Regions from separate parts of the Zea mays genome. Here region 1 is linked to region 2. Evidence: chromatin contacts called from public Hi-C data. All regions are on one chromosome and are shown on one strand. Each heading gives the region's core, a stretch centred on a gene start, on an enhancer-like site or on the middle of the called end of the contact. The rest is flanking DNA. Distances are from core to core; before and after follow the strand shown. Region 1 holds the start of LOC103640076. Region 2 holds the start of LOC103640045 (scarecrow-like protein 34).

Evidence for each region. A called contact is a pair of places that touch in the nucleus more often than the background predicts.
Region 1: a Hi-C map of endosperm shows a contact between it and region 2, with 2.8 times the contacts expected there. The contact joins the enhancer-like site here to the promoter of LOC103640045 in region 2. A contact is called at or near these places in 2 of 25 Hi-C or Micro-C datasets (ear and endosperm).

The regions. Positions count from the first base shown.
Region 1 is chr1:159,866,636-159,873,211 of Zm-B73-REFERENCE-NAM-5.0, forward strand. LOC103640076 reads right to left here and starts at 5,978. Exons shown (of 12, transcript XM_008662727.3): 1 at 5,765-5,978; 2 at 5,377-5,635; 3 at 4,907-5,286; 4 at 4,607-4,821; 5 at 4,497-4,520; 6 at 4,227-4,407; 7 at 3,837-4,056; 8 at 3,615-3,750; 9 at 3,337-3,499; 10 at 3,186-3,229; 11 at 3,017-3,079; 12 at 2,581-2,923. The coding sequence starts at 5,930. The coding sequence ends at 2,831. Within about 2 kb of position 1,891, at least 19 of the 20 cell types and tissues checked have an H3K27ac peak or open chromatin away from gene starts, as enhancers often do. A contact at or near this core is called in ear and endosperm, where this site is marked.
Region 2 is chr1:159,340,141-159,346,401 of Zm-B73-REFERENCE-NAM-5.0, forward strand. LOC103640045 (scarecrow-like protein 34) reads left to right here and starts at 4,722. Exons shown (of 1, transcript NM_001428420.1): 1 at 4,722-6,261. The coding sequence starts at 4,760.

The DNA.
Region 1 (6,576 bases), core at 641-3,140, 520 kb after region 2:
AAGGGTGAAGGCAGATGTGCCCAAATTGTACACAACAAACGAAACCAAGCAGTTAAGTTGACTACAAAACTTTTTATTTCAGAAATGAAACCAAAGAAAGCTTGTATCACTGACATGTATGAGATAATGTAAACATAGCACATTCCTAACTATGAAGTTGACATGGAAAATTTTAATTTTAGAAACTAACACAATTGACCAAAAAAGACATCCACTTCATTTCAGTAATCTAAGCCAAACTCTCACCACCACTTCTAGTAGCTGTATAGGAACTCCAACCAACCAAGAACAACTTCATCTCATCGCCCCACTTGCTGAAGCCTAGGAATAGAGTTGAGTCGTGGAGTCATCAGCGCATGAGAGATGAGCGAGTTAATACCCGGAGGTTGCCGGTACCATTTGTGTTGCCGTGGATGGAGCGGTGCCCGGGGCGACGGCTGGCCGCCTCCTCCTGCAGTTCAGGGCTCATCAAATCGTCTAGCCCGCGTGGACCTACCAGATGCCGACGGCGACGAAGGTGGCGAGGTCCTGTTTGCTTGTCCATGAAAAGAGGTGGGATGTGTGAGCGCGCCCTAGGATCAGACGGATTTCGCCTCACGCAAATAACGCGGGTGCGATCGCCCCCGACGTGTCACGACGAAAAAACTTTGGAGGAAAGACGGAGGGGTCTATTGGAGGAGGAGAAAACGGAGTTTGCCCGCACACAAAAAACGCTTTTTTGGGGTCCTTTTTCGCGTGTTTTGGAGCTGCTATAAGATCTGCCGCGCTGAGCTAATCGGATCAAAACAGGTGGCACACGCCAAGTGTTGGCCACGTCTGCACCACGCCAGATCAGATGCCACGTCAAGTACCCCAACACCGTGAACTACTAGGCCGAGCTTATTGTCCAAAACAGGAATTAAGACGCGTAGAGATATGGATACGAATATATGTTTTTCCAGAAGAAAAAAAGCTAAAAAAATTCGGTCGTTCCGACACGGCATTTCCCTCTTGAAGCGACGTGCCATCCGACTCGATCATGGGGCATCTCGGTGCATTGCATTGCGTTGCGTTGCATTTGCAGTGACACGATAATATTGCTGTCCGTGTACGTCGTCCTCCTGTTTTGTCCGAGCTGCAGCGATTATCTGTGCACGCATGGCGATCCTTTTTTTTTTTTGGTCGCGGACGTGTCGTTGGTTGTGACAATGCAGAGGTCGTACGCACACTATTGACCAGCTGATGATAGGGTGCATGCTTGATGCTTGGTGGGCAGTCCACTTCATCTTCATGGATGCATGGAAGAACGGAACAGGTAGCTGCTTCGGATCACCAACAAGTAAAGACCCCTCGTCCGGACCCCCCCATCCTGACTGGGACCGATGTGCGTGTGCGTAAGCCACTGTCGTTTTCCGCGGACCGCACGGCTGGGGTCTCCCGGCTCTCTTGTCACCTCCGCGTCGCGTCCATGCATCCGTCGCGTCTTCGTGGGCTTGTGGTGGCTGCCGGCGTCGTGTCGCCGGGCCCAACCCCAAATTGTTAGACCATGGAGACGACGTGGTCCTGAGTCCTGAGACCATACGATTCAAATATGCAGCGGACGAGCGGGCGGCGGATGAGAAGTGCATCACTGCACGAGCAATGCATGGCGCCGAAAGGACCGGCCGGGCCCACGGCCCTTTCTCCGGGGGACATGGTCCGATAGAGTATGAGGGACATGGAAAGAGAGATTATGACGATGGCCCCACCCGTCCACCACACAACACATATCTAATCTATACATACCAAGCTAGGCTAGTCTCAATTACTACATTTTAATGGCCCATGGCGTGGTGTAATAGTCTAGTCCAAGCACTCATCGACAGCACATTAACACAGAGCCGGGACCCGGGACCTCACGTCGACCCATTCTCCCCTTGGATGATTGTGTGTCATCTCATCTGGGGAGCTGGAGGGCCTATAAATACCACCACCTCACTCTTCGCTTTCCACTCCATCTGCAACAAGCCAACCGCAACCAGACTCCAGAGAGAGAGAGAGAGAGCCACACATTGCAAGCTTCCACCATTTCCAAGAACAACTGCCACTGCAGAGAGCTCGTACAGGAAGAGATGGAGATGCACATGGACGACAAGAGCAAGACGCCGCTTTCCAAGAAGGGGAGCCGGAGGTCGGCGTCGGCGTCGGCGGCGGCGGGGCTGAAGAGCCGGCCGTCCAGGGCCGCCGCGGGCAGGTCGGTGCCGGGCCGCCTGGCGGGCCTGGTGAAGGAGCAGAGGGCCAGGTTCTACATCATGCGCCGCTGCGTCACCATGCTCGTGTGCTGGAGGGACTAGCTCGTGCAAGCGGTGCGCATCTATCCATGGCCGTAGCGCGTAGGCCCCCCCACCCCGTTCGGTGGATGTGGGCTGTGGCTCGGCCCATGTGGGCCTGGAGCTGTAGCGCCCTGGTAGGTGAGGACGTGATGTCCATCACATGTGCCATATATACTGACTAGTTTCCCAACAACAGCAACCCCAAAACAAAACAAAAAAAAGTGTCATGGTGAGAGATCGGAGATGTGCCTGTTGTGTGGCCATCCTGTGGTTCATATGTGTCCATAGCTGTCGGAAAAATTAGTATAACTTCATCCTGTGGTTCATAATTGTACGCAAAAGAATTACTATCATGATTGCCTGAAATATAACTTCACCCTGTTACAGAAAAACTTTCTTACCGAGTTTCTTTTTTCTGTCAAAAAGAAGGAACAAATAAACGTAGCTGCAAAAACAAAAAAACAAAAAAAAAACGACAGACTGCTAGTTTCAGCTCTGTCAACATTGGAAAGAAAGAATCTGCAACAGCTACGCAGACACTATCTGCTGCTAATCATCTGGTTGATCGAGGTAAATGAGCCGATGCACGCGCACACAACGCCAATCGCTATGATGATTATGCACAGGATGATCTGCAAAGAAAATGACCATAGATACTCAGTGTTGAGCAGTTTCAGGTTCCAATCCTGTATTTGTTGGTCCGCGCGTTTCTAGTTGGTGGTTACCTCCCACAAGGGCACTGCGCCCTTCTTGATGGAGAGGTAGCATGCGCATGGGAGTATCAAGGCCTGTATAAATCATCATCAAGCACATTTTTTTTATCAACTTCTTTCAAATGGCCAAAGTAGAGAAATCCACCGCAGAAGTGTAGGTGAAATGTTCTCCAGAACCTACCACGAGCATTGTGAACACGGATCCAAGCAGTGCCATCACCAGGGCTGAGAAACCAGAGGAGGGTAGGAAAAAGTCAAAAAAAAACATCTTAAAATTTAAAAATGGAGGGGAGGATCATTCAGTTAAACCGAGAAAGACTACTACTACTCACCAAAGTAAGGGAAAAGCAGAGCCACCGCAACGGTTGAGAGGACGAGGCATGTCCTAACGAGCATTCCGACCAGGTAACTCTGCATCTTCTTTGGTAGGGCTTCCTCTATCGACAAGGCGACCGGCGTCATCGTCAGTGCATACTTTGTGTAAGGATTCACAACCTGGAACCAGAAAGAAAAATGCAACAAAAAAAAAACAAAAGCAATGAAATTAGCATCTCGTCGTCTTCATTCTGAACGCGATGGCAGAATGGTAAAGTGTGGTTTTCCCTCGCACCGTCATCCAAATGGCAATCTTGGATGGGATGTACTGCTGTGGCAAGTTTAGGGTGAACTGTGACATAGTGGACTCGCCGAACATCAGGAACCCTGAGACCGCAACTCCGGCGTACACAAGCGTTACCACCGTGAAGCTGAAAACGGTGCAGGATGGCATTTTGTGTTAACAAGAAGGCGGCCCATGTTAACAAGAAGCAACAAAGTTAAGAGCACCGCTTACCAGAACATGAGCACGAATGGAAACTGCGAGCGCTCCTTCATGGACGAGTAGATGTTTGGGAACACCGAGTGTCCTGAGTAGCAGTACCCATACAGGCCGAGTGCCACTGGAAGGTGGGTCACGTTCACTACAGCACCGGAAAAGCGAAACCCAATTCCTTCTCCGATGCCAACCCAGCATAGGCAGACGATGACCGTGATCGTCGCGATCACGCCTCCAGCTGAGTACATACAGAGACGGTCAGGAGTCAGGAACAATCCTTCTTTCGCTCAAAGATTACTTTTGTTGATCATAAACTGACTGAACTATCAGTGATACGAGTCAATTCTAACTACATTCCTATGATCAGTACAGAGGGAGTAAGAAGCAATTCCACATTTTTTTACATACCAGAAAGATATGAGAGGAGACTGAGGTTCCTGAGCCAGACTGATGGGAGGATTGCCAAGGCCATTGTGGTTGCAAAGAGATTGTGCGCGTTCAGGTCGATGCCAGTGAAAGCTAAATGCGCTGAGGGAAACACTGACGACAAGCTGTCTCCTAGCAGCGTAATGTACTCCACGCAGCTTGCCTGCAAAAAAAATATATACATAAAAATCACTTGTGTTCGACAACCAAGGCCATTCACAATAAGTTTTAGAGTTCAGAGAGCACACTTACATAAAGCTCCATGTACAGGACAACCTGAAAAAAAGAGATGCGATCAGTGAGGTAAACAACAGGTGAGCTGACTTTCGAAGAGAAATCTGTGTTTTTCAAGGTATACACACCGATACAAAGATCCGACCAAAGATTCCGAAAGCGACTTGTCCAATGTCTGGGTATGTCTCAATGTTGGGCGAACTGTCTATGCACCTCTTGAGAAGCAAGCCCGTGTAGCACGAGCTGCCACCCAGCAAGGGGAGCAGCAGGAGGCTTAGCCATCCCCCTTCCTTGATTCCATAAGCCGTGGTGAGAATTCCAACGCCGCACAGCACATTGAACCCTAGAAATTCGACCAGCATTGATGATTGATTCCATAAGCTGATTACTCTAACACCTGAGAATTCAAGATCCAACTGGTCACGCACCATTGATGATTGATTGGTTCCTGCTGCACTTGCTAGCAGGCGGAGGAAGCTCGATATAATCGGATTTCAGGCATTGCCTGGAGGGTCTCTCGGGCAGCTCCGCCTCGTGCGCAGCCGGCCACCGCGGCGCCTGGGCGAGGCTGTCCGTGGACTGCTTCACGGGCCGCGGCTGCGGGTGCAACGACGACTGCGACAGCTGCGGGAGCGAGGGCGGCAGCAGCGGCCTGGTGAGCGGCAGCCCCGAGCCCTCGCCTTTCCTCAGGAAGAAGGAGCTCCCGGCCTTGAGGAAGGAGCTGCCGAATCTGGTCAGGCTCGGGCTCGCTGCCATGATCGAGTTCATCGTCGGCGACGGCACCGCGCTCAGCATGTCGATCGACTGCCTGCATGCGAAACGAGAACGCCGCCGAGGAAACGGCGTCAGCTCCGAATCGTGGAAGAGATGTGGACGGCGAGGCGGCTGGTTGACGAACCTGTAACTCTGCGGCCACGCGCCATTCTGGCCGTCCTCGGGCGTGTCCTCACGCTCGCCGCCGTCGCGACGCCGGACATGGCCGGCGCGTGTCTCGGCGTCGCTCCGGTCGGAGAATGATCCATCGTCGGAGGAGGTCGGCGGGGATCCGCCGTCCCGGTCGACGCCGAGATCGTCCTCATCGCCGATGAATAGGAGCGAGCGGTCGCCGTGGCCCACCTCCTCGTCGCGGTCCATGTCGGGCTCGGCCGTCCAGAGTGCTGAGTGCACGCGCATGCAACACGGCAATGCAGGTGAGGATCAACGAAACCCAAATCTATATTAACATCAATCCCTGACGCAATGCAACGATCTCAAGGAAAGAAAGCATCACGATCTGTACTACGTACCCAACACAAACGCTTCCCCGATCTCCACTCTTCCAGCCACACGAGCAAGGCTAGAGAAAATATGGGGCCGGGGCCGACGAACACGGAGGGAAGGGGGAGAGATAGGCGGCCGGTTTCTGAGGAGCCGGTCCCGGACTCGTGGCCGCGCCGCCTCTCTCGCAACCATGAACCGGGTGACGTACGAGACGGCTGACGCTGGGCCTTTTTGTTATTGCCACTGAATGGTGGGCCGTTGGCCCATGCCCTTCCCCCCGTGTCCGTGTGTTGTGATATCGGAAGCTGTGCATGACGTCGCGTCAGGTTGGTATGTTGAGCTGGAAAACAGTACGTACGTGACAGCTTGTTTCGAGTTTAAATTTACGCGACCGAATATTCCCTCCAATCACAAATATGTGCCGCATTCACTTTAACGCAATTTTCTAAATACACTTTCAAATGTATGAGATTTTATAAGTATTTTTTAATACAAATATATATATATATAGTTTAAATGTTTTAAATTAAATAATTTATAAGTGATTTTAGAAGACAAACCTAGTACTCCCTCCGTCCCACGGTACTATTAGTTTTAGCCTTGTTTTTTATATATATTTAAATATATGATGATAAATCTAGACACATATATAAAACACATACATCAAATATTCACTACCGAACTCGCCTTTTTTGTCGAGTGTCTCAGACACTCGGCAAAGACCATTATACACTCGGCAAAGCCACACTCGGCAAATATTTTATCGGTAAATGATTTTTTTTTCGAGTACTTTTTTCGGGCGAGTGTCAAAAAACACTCGGTAAATTAAGAATCACAA
Region 2 (6,261 bases), core at 3,472-5,971:
CGAAACTCATTATTTCCCGAAGGGACATAATGCTTCGAAGGACGAAGGACTTTAACACTTAACACTTTTTATGTTGCCTTGTTCTTAACTCTTAGCATTTGAGAACAAGTCCCCAACATGCAGTGGTCTCAGCCTCAGCACTTCCAACAGGCACTATTCTGGACGCTGACGCCAGAGGTGGTGTCCGCTCAATAGCTTGCATAACATTAACAATTCTTCGTCTCTTGTGACCTTCAGTCTTCTCCTTTATGGCTGAGGGTTGATCCTTCTTCTATAAAACTTTCGTCAGTTCTGGTCCCAGAGGACTTAGAAGCTTGATGGGTAAGGATTCAGTTATTACCTTTAGAATTTTTGCTATTTCAGCAGCAGGAGGAGTTGAAGGAGTTTCTTCTCTTGCCTCAGTTACCTTCGGCTCGACTACTTCAGGCCTCCTCTCAGGCTTCCTCTTTTTTGAGATTGCAGCCTTCGGTTCAGGAGCAGATTTTGTCTTCTTTGAAATCTTCTCATCCTCCTTAACCATTCTGGCAGCCTGTCTATTTAAGATACTAACAATTCTCTTTCTCTTCAAACCTTCGGCACCCTTATCAAGTCTTTCATAGTCTGGATATTCAAAATCTAGCGCGTCCATCACGTGATTCAACATTCATTTTGGCTGGGTGCTGAAGGCAGCAGTCATTAGTTGGTCCTCTTTCTTGGTATAATTACCAAGAATTTCGTTGCACATAGTTTCAATCATTTCCAACCACTCTTGGCATGGCTTCTTGAACTCTTTCTCAAACTTGAACCGGTATGGGAGCCGAACAAGTTCGTGCTTTTTACCCCCATCCTTTTTCTTGGGCATTCCCCAGCCACTAGAGGTCGGGAATACCCTGTTTGCCAAAAATTCTTGCACTAGATCCCTAGTGCTGATTTTGACCGCCACAATTCTAAATTCAACTTCAGCTACCTGGCATGGAGAGCCAAGCTGCATATGGCACAAGGGCCTTGTAATTTTGAAATTCAAAGTCAGTGGACTCATCACCATAGTCATTAGCTTCTTTCTCCTTTTCTCGTCGGTCTTCATATAAAACCACTCACTCTTCCAACCAGTTGGCTACTTAGTGCGGTAGCTGAGAACTAGTGCCTTCATATCCTTTCGATACGCAAAATTATAACAACCAAAATTCTCATGAAGGCCATCTGCCCTGGCCTTCGTCTGGTAATGCAGCTCGTGCACTCGACAGAAAGCTTCGGCATTAGGACTCATCCCTTGGCTTCGGAGGGACCAGATGTAGACACTTAGTCTAACAATTGCATTGGGTGTCAATTGATGAAGGTATATTTCAAAATGTTTAAAACCTCTCCTATTATATCATAAAGAGGGAATCGAAGCCCCGCCCTAAAGAAGCTTTTAAACACAACAACTTCATCATCCTTCGGCTTTGGAACCACTTCCTCACCAGCAAAGCAAACAAGCCTACTCTCGGCTTCACCAAAGTAACCTAATTTCTTCATTATAATCATATCATCTGCCGTCACGGTGGATCTACCAAAGTCAAGGTGACTAGGTTTTTCTGGCTTCAAAATGTTGTAATCTTCTTTGTCTTCATTACCACTTCCCTCTTCAACTGTGATTCCTTCAGCTTCAGCAGTCAGAGCACCTTCGGCAATAGGCTTTTCTGGCACAACAAGACCCGACTGCCTCATCACCTCTGATATTGGTGGTCTCAGTTATTTTGGTCTCGTCTCCCTTGCGAGACACTCTAGCAGTTGATCGCACTCTAGCCATTTCGATGTTTTCACTTTTTAACAAAGCTAATCTCAAATGATGAAGCGTTCGCTCAAGTGTGCAATGCAGAAAGCTTTGGCTACAGTTAAATTTTTTAACAGCACAACAGTGCAATGGTAATGAATGCTGTGGTAACTCCTCACCAACCCGTCTGTTTATATAGTGCTGCAGGGGAAGGTGAACCGCTAGGCCGCCCGCACTCGCTGAACGGTGGACCGTCCAGCGATTGGAATATTATAATCATTTCTTGGCAACGAGCTCAGGGAAGGTGTTTTTCGGACCTTCGACATTCCGAAGCCTTCATGTTTTTCACGGATTGAGCTTGTTACAAAAAATGATCTAGCACCGCGAATGAGCTACTGTTGGGGGTCTTCTTCTTCTTCACCGAAGGTCCTCTAAGCAAAAACACCTTCGGCAGGGCAATACATAAGAAGGTGTGACATGAAGATGTAAGCCGAAGCTACGATCGAAGGAGCTTCGGTATGGTAACATGCTAAAGACGAAGGACGATACTGACTTAAAGAGGAAAAGACTGTGTAATCCCTGTTAATTTGTATTGTAATTATAATTAGTTGCCAGGGACACAGATGTAATTTTGTCCGGGCTGTGTCCCGTGCCTATAAATAGATGATCAGTACCTCTGTACTATTCACGCTGACTTGTAATCATTCTTGCATCACTCTTGTACTTCCATCTTCTGTCAAGCCGAAGGTACAAATGTAATATAAACATTATCGATATTTATTCATATTTATAAAATGAGAATATAAATAATCTAATGATTTGATATGATTGTTTATATTCTTTATATGTTTCGTATGTTTCTATTTACATCTTTGTTCATCAAAATGATGAAGGTATGCCCTTCATGACCTTCGTTTGAGGATCATTATATCCTAAGGGAAATAATGCTTCGAAGGATGAAGGTCTCTAATCGTTAATAATTGTGTTGCTTTGTTCTTTATGTATAGCATTCGAGAACAAAGACCAACACATTCCTTACGTTTGTGGGAGCAGGGGCAGTAGGGAGAGGTGGGAGGGCAGAACCATGGTGCACAGATGGTCTACATTAGTCTTATAGAGTAGTAGAGATTATCCAAATGTTATCTAGGTGCGCTGGGTGCGCGCTAATCTCTACTATATTAAAGCACCAGTTTTGACAGTTGTCCCGCGTCAATATTTTTTAGAAAAAACCATACATTTCCTTTTATTCTACCCACAGTCCAAGCGATAAGATGATCTCTATAGGTTCGTATGCTCTGGATCCGATGGCCTCGCTCTCCTAGCTCCCTCCGCCACCGGTGGCCCTCCACGCTCATCTCTCCCGCCGACCCCAATCCACACGAAAACCCTAAACCCTCGCTACTTGGCCTCCTAGTTAACCTTCTCTCAGTGGCCCCGCTCTCGTCCCACCGCCACCGGGTGGCCCTACAGGCTCACCTCCCCTGCCAACCCTAATCCCCACGAAAACCCTAAACCCTCGCTACATGGCGGCGGCGGCTACAAGCTCTTCGTTGGCTCAGCACCATGAGGCCACCGGCTAGAGGTAGCTAACCATGACACTTTCTTTGTTTTCCATCCATTTTTGCAAGCGGACGAAGACTTATTGCTTCGATAAATCCTGTAGGACACGATGGGAGGGAGGCAGGTTCGATGGCGATGGCCGTGGGAGAGGCGGTGGCTGCAGATTTGGTAGTGATAGAAGCGACAGGGACATACATGGAGGCTGAGGGTGACTTGGGCTGTCTTTTGTTTCTGCCGTGAGGCTGAGAGGGTTTACTTAGTCGCCAAAACACCTATTGTATAATTGATCATAGGCTAACCGCACCTGGCACGACGCGTGTGGGTCACCATTAGAGATGGCAATGGGTATATCTCATACCTATACCTGCGACAAAAAATAACCACGTCAGGTCACCCATATACACTGGTGGGTATGGATTTACCTCCATACACATACTTATATGGGTATAGGTCATCCGTACCACAAGATTAAACATCTATCAAGAATACATTATACGAATATCAAGTGTATCCATCTAAATATTATTACAAAATTTCTAGCATCATTCATTCATTCATTCATCTATTCAACAACATCATGGATAATTAGATAAAGTAGCAACACTAAGATAGTACCACATAACATATACATGTTTTATTACATGGTCATCAAATAGTTGTTAAGCCTTCTATGATATTATCATCCAAAAGGTTGTTAAATAGTCAAAATGATGGATAATCGAAGTCCAAATTTACACTTTTATACAAGATATTTTATATCCATGGGTTAGTGGGTATAAGTGAGGACAGAACGTTCTAATACATATTTTAATGGGAGTAAATATCTATCGATCATCTGGTCGCGGCTAACATTGGCATCTCCGTTACTCGTTTATGCAACTGCGATGCGGCAGAGGAAGTCGCGGGCGGGCTCCATGTTTGTTGCATGGACACGTCACAGTGTCACACGTCACCCTGCCATTCTACCGTTCCGGCTGCGTGTACGGTCATAGAGGTGCACCCATGCTGCATTGCTGCTGATGCCGTTGCCCGCCATGCAGCGGCCTCGCCTCTCTTTTGGACTGCTTCCAACGGCCTTCCTGGACCTCTATCTATTAGGTTTGGGCCTTGCGCTCGTGGCCCTTGTCAGCTTCTATGCCACGGCGGAAGAGAAAAGGGAAAACCGATCGAGCCCGGTCGCCGCCCGAACCGAGCCCGGGCCCACATTATGCCACGCCCACGGGCCACGGGGCTCTCGATCCCCTCTCTCTATCTCCTTCCACTCCCTCCGCCTCCGTCATCATCCCCCAACCTCCACCCCGCCCCCGCGAATCCATCCTATTTCCGCCGATGCCGCCTTCCTCGAACCTTCGTCGCCCGCTGCACCTCCCCGCCGCGCCCCCTACAAAGCCAGCCAGCAGCTAAAAACCTCCTCATTCTCATCCACTTCCTCCCGCGCAACCGCTCTTCCCCAACTTCGCCGCCGCCATGGGCTCCTCCTACGACCCCTACCCGTCCCCGGCCGCCGACGACCTCTTCCTCTACCTCTCCGACCTCGGCCCCGCCTCGCCCTCCGCGTACCTCGACCTCCCGCCCACCCCGCAGCCTCAGCCGTACCCGCAGTCCCAGCAGCAGCAGCAGGGGAGCAAAGGCCCCACGCAGGACATGTTGCTCCCCTACATCTCCAGCATGCTCATGGAGGACGACATCGACGACACCTTCTTCTACGACTACCCGGACAACCCCGCGCTCCTCCAGGCGCAGCAGTCCTTCCTTGACATCCTCTCCGACGACGCCTCGTCCCCGACCACCACCACTGGCACCACCAACAGCAGCGCCAGCGTCAACCACTCCTCCTCCGACGCGTCCGCCAGCGCGCCGCTCACCCCAGCCGCGGTCGACTCCTACTCCCCGGCCCCCGCCGTCCAGTTCGACGGCTTCGACCTCGACCCCGCGGCCTTCTTCAGCAACGGGGCCAACTCCGACCTCATGAGCTCCGCCTTCCTCAAGGGCATGGAGGAGGCCAACAAGTTCCTGCCCTCAGAGGACAAGCTCGTCATCGACCTCGATCCGCCAGACGACCCCAAGCGGTTTGTCCTCCCCACCCGCGCCGCAGAAAACCTCGCGCCCGGATTCAACGCCGCCGCCGCCACCACCGCCCCTGCCGCCGTGGCTATGGCGGTGAAGGAGGAGGAGGTGATCCTCGCTGCGCCTGATGCCGCGCTTGGCAGCGGCGGCGTCGTCCTGGGCCGCGGTCGGAGGAACCGCTTGGACGATGACGAGGAGGACCTGGAGCTGCAGCGCCGGAGCAGCAAGCAGAGCGCGCTGCAGGGGGACGGCGACGAGCGGGACGTCTTCGAGAAGTACATCATGACCTGCCCCGAGACGTGCACGGAGCAGATGCAGCAGCTGCGGATCGCCATGCAGGAGGAGGCCGCCAAGGAGGCGGCGGTCGCCGCCGGGAACGGCAAGGCCAAGGGCCGCCGCGGTGGGCGGGAGGTGGTGGACCTGCGCACGCTGCTCGTCCACTGCGCGCAGGCCGTCGCCTCGGACGACCGCCGCAGCGCCACCGAGCTGCTCAGGCAGATCAAGCAGCACGCAAGCCCGCAGGGGGACGCCACCCAGCGCCTCGCTCACTGCTTCGCCGAGGGCCTCCAGGCCCGCCTCGCCGGCACCGGCAGCATGGTTTACCAGTCGCTCATGGCCAAGCGCACGTCCGCAGCCGACATACTCCAGGCGTACCAGCTGTACATGGCCGCCATCTGCTTCAAGAGAGTCGTCTTCGTGTTCTCGAATAACACCATCTACAATGCCGCTCTGGGCAAGATGAAGATACATATCGTCGATTACGGGATCCATTACGGCTTCCAGTGGCCGTGCTTCCTTCGATGGATAGCGGATAGGGAGGGCGGGCCACCGGAGGTGAGGATTACTGGCATTGACCTGCCCCAGCCTGGGTTCCGCCCTACTCAGCGCATTGAGGAGACAGG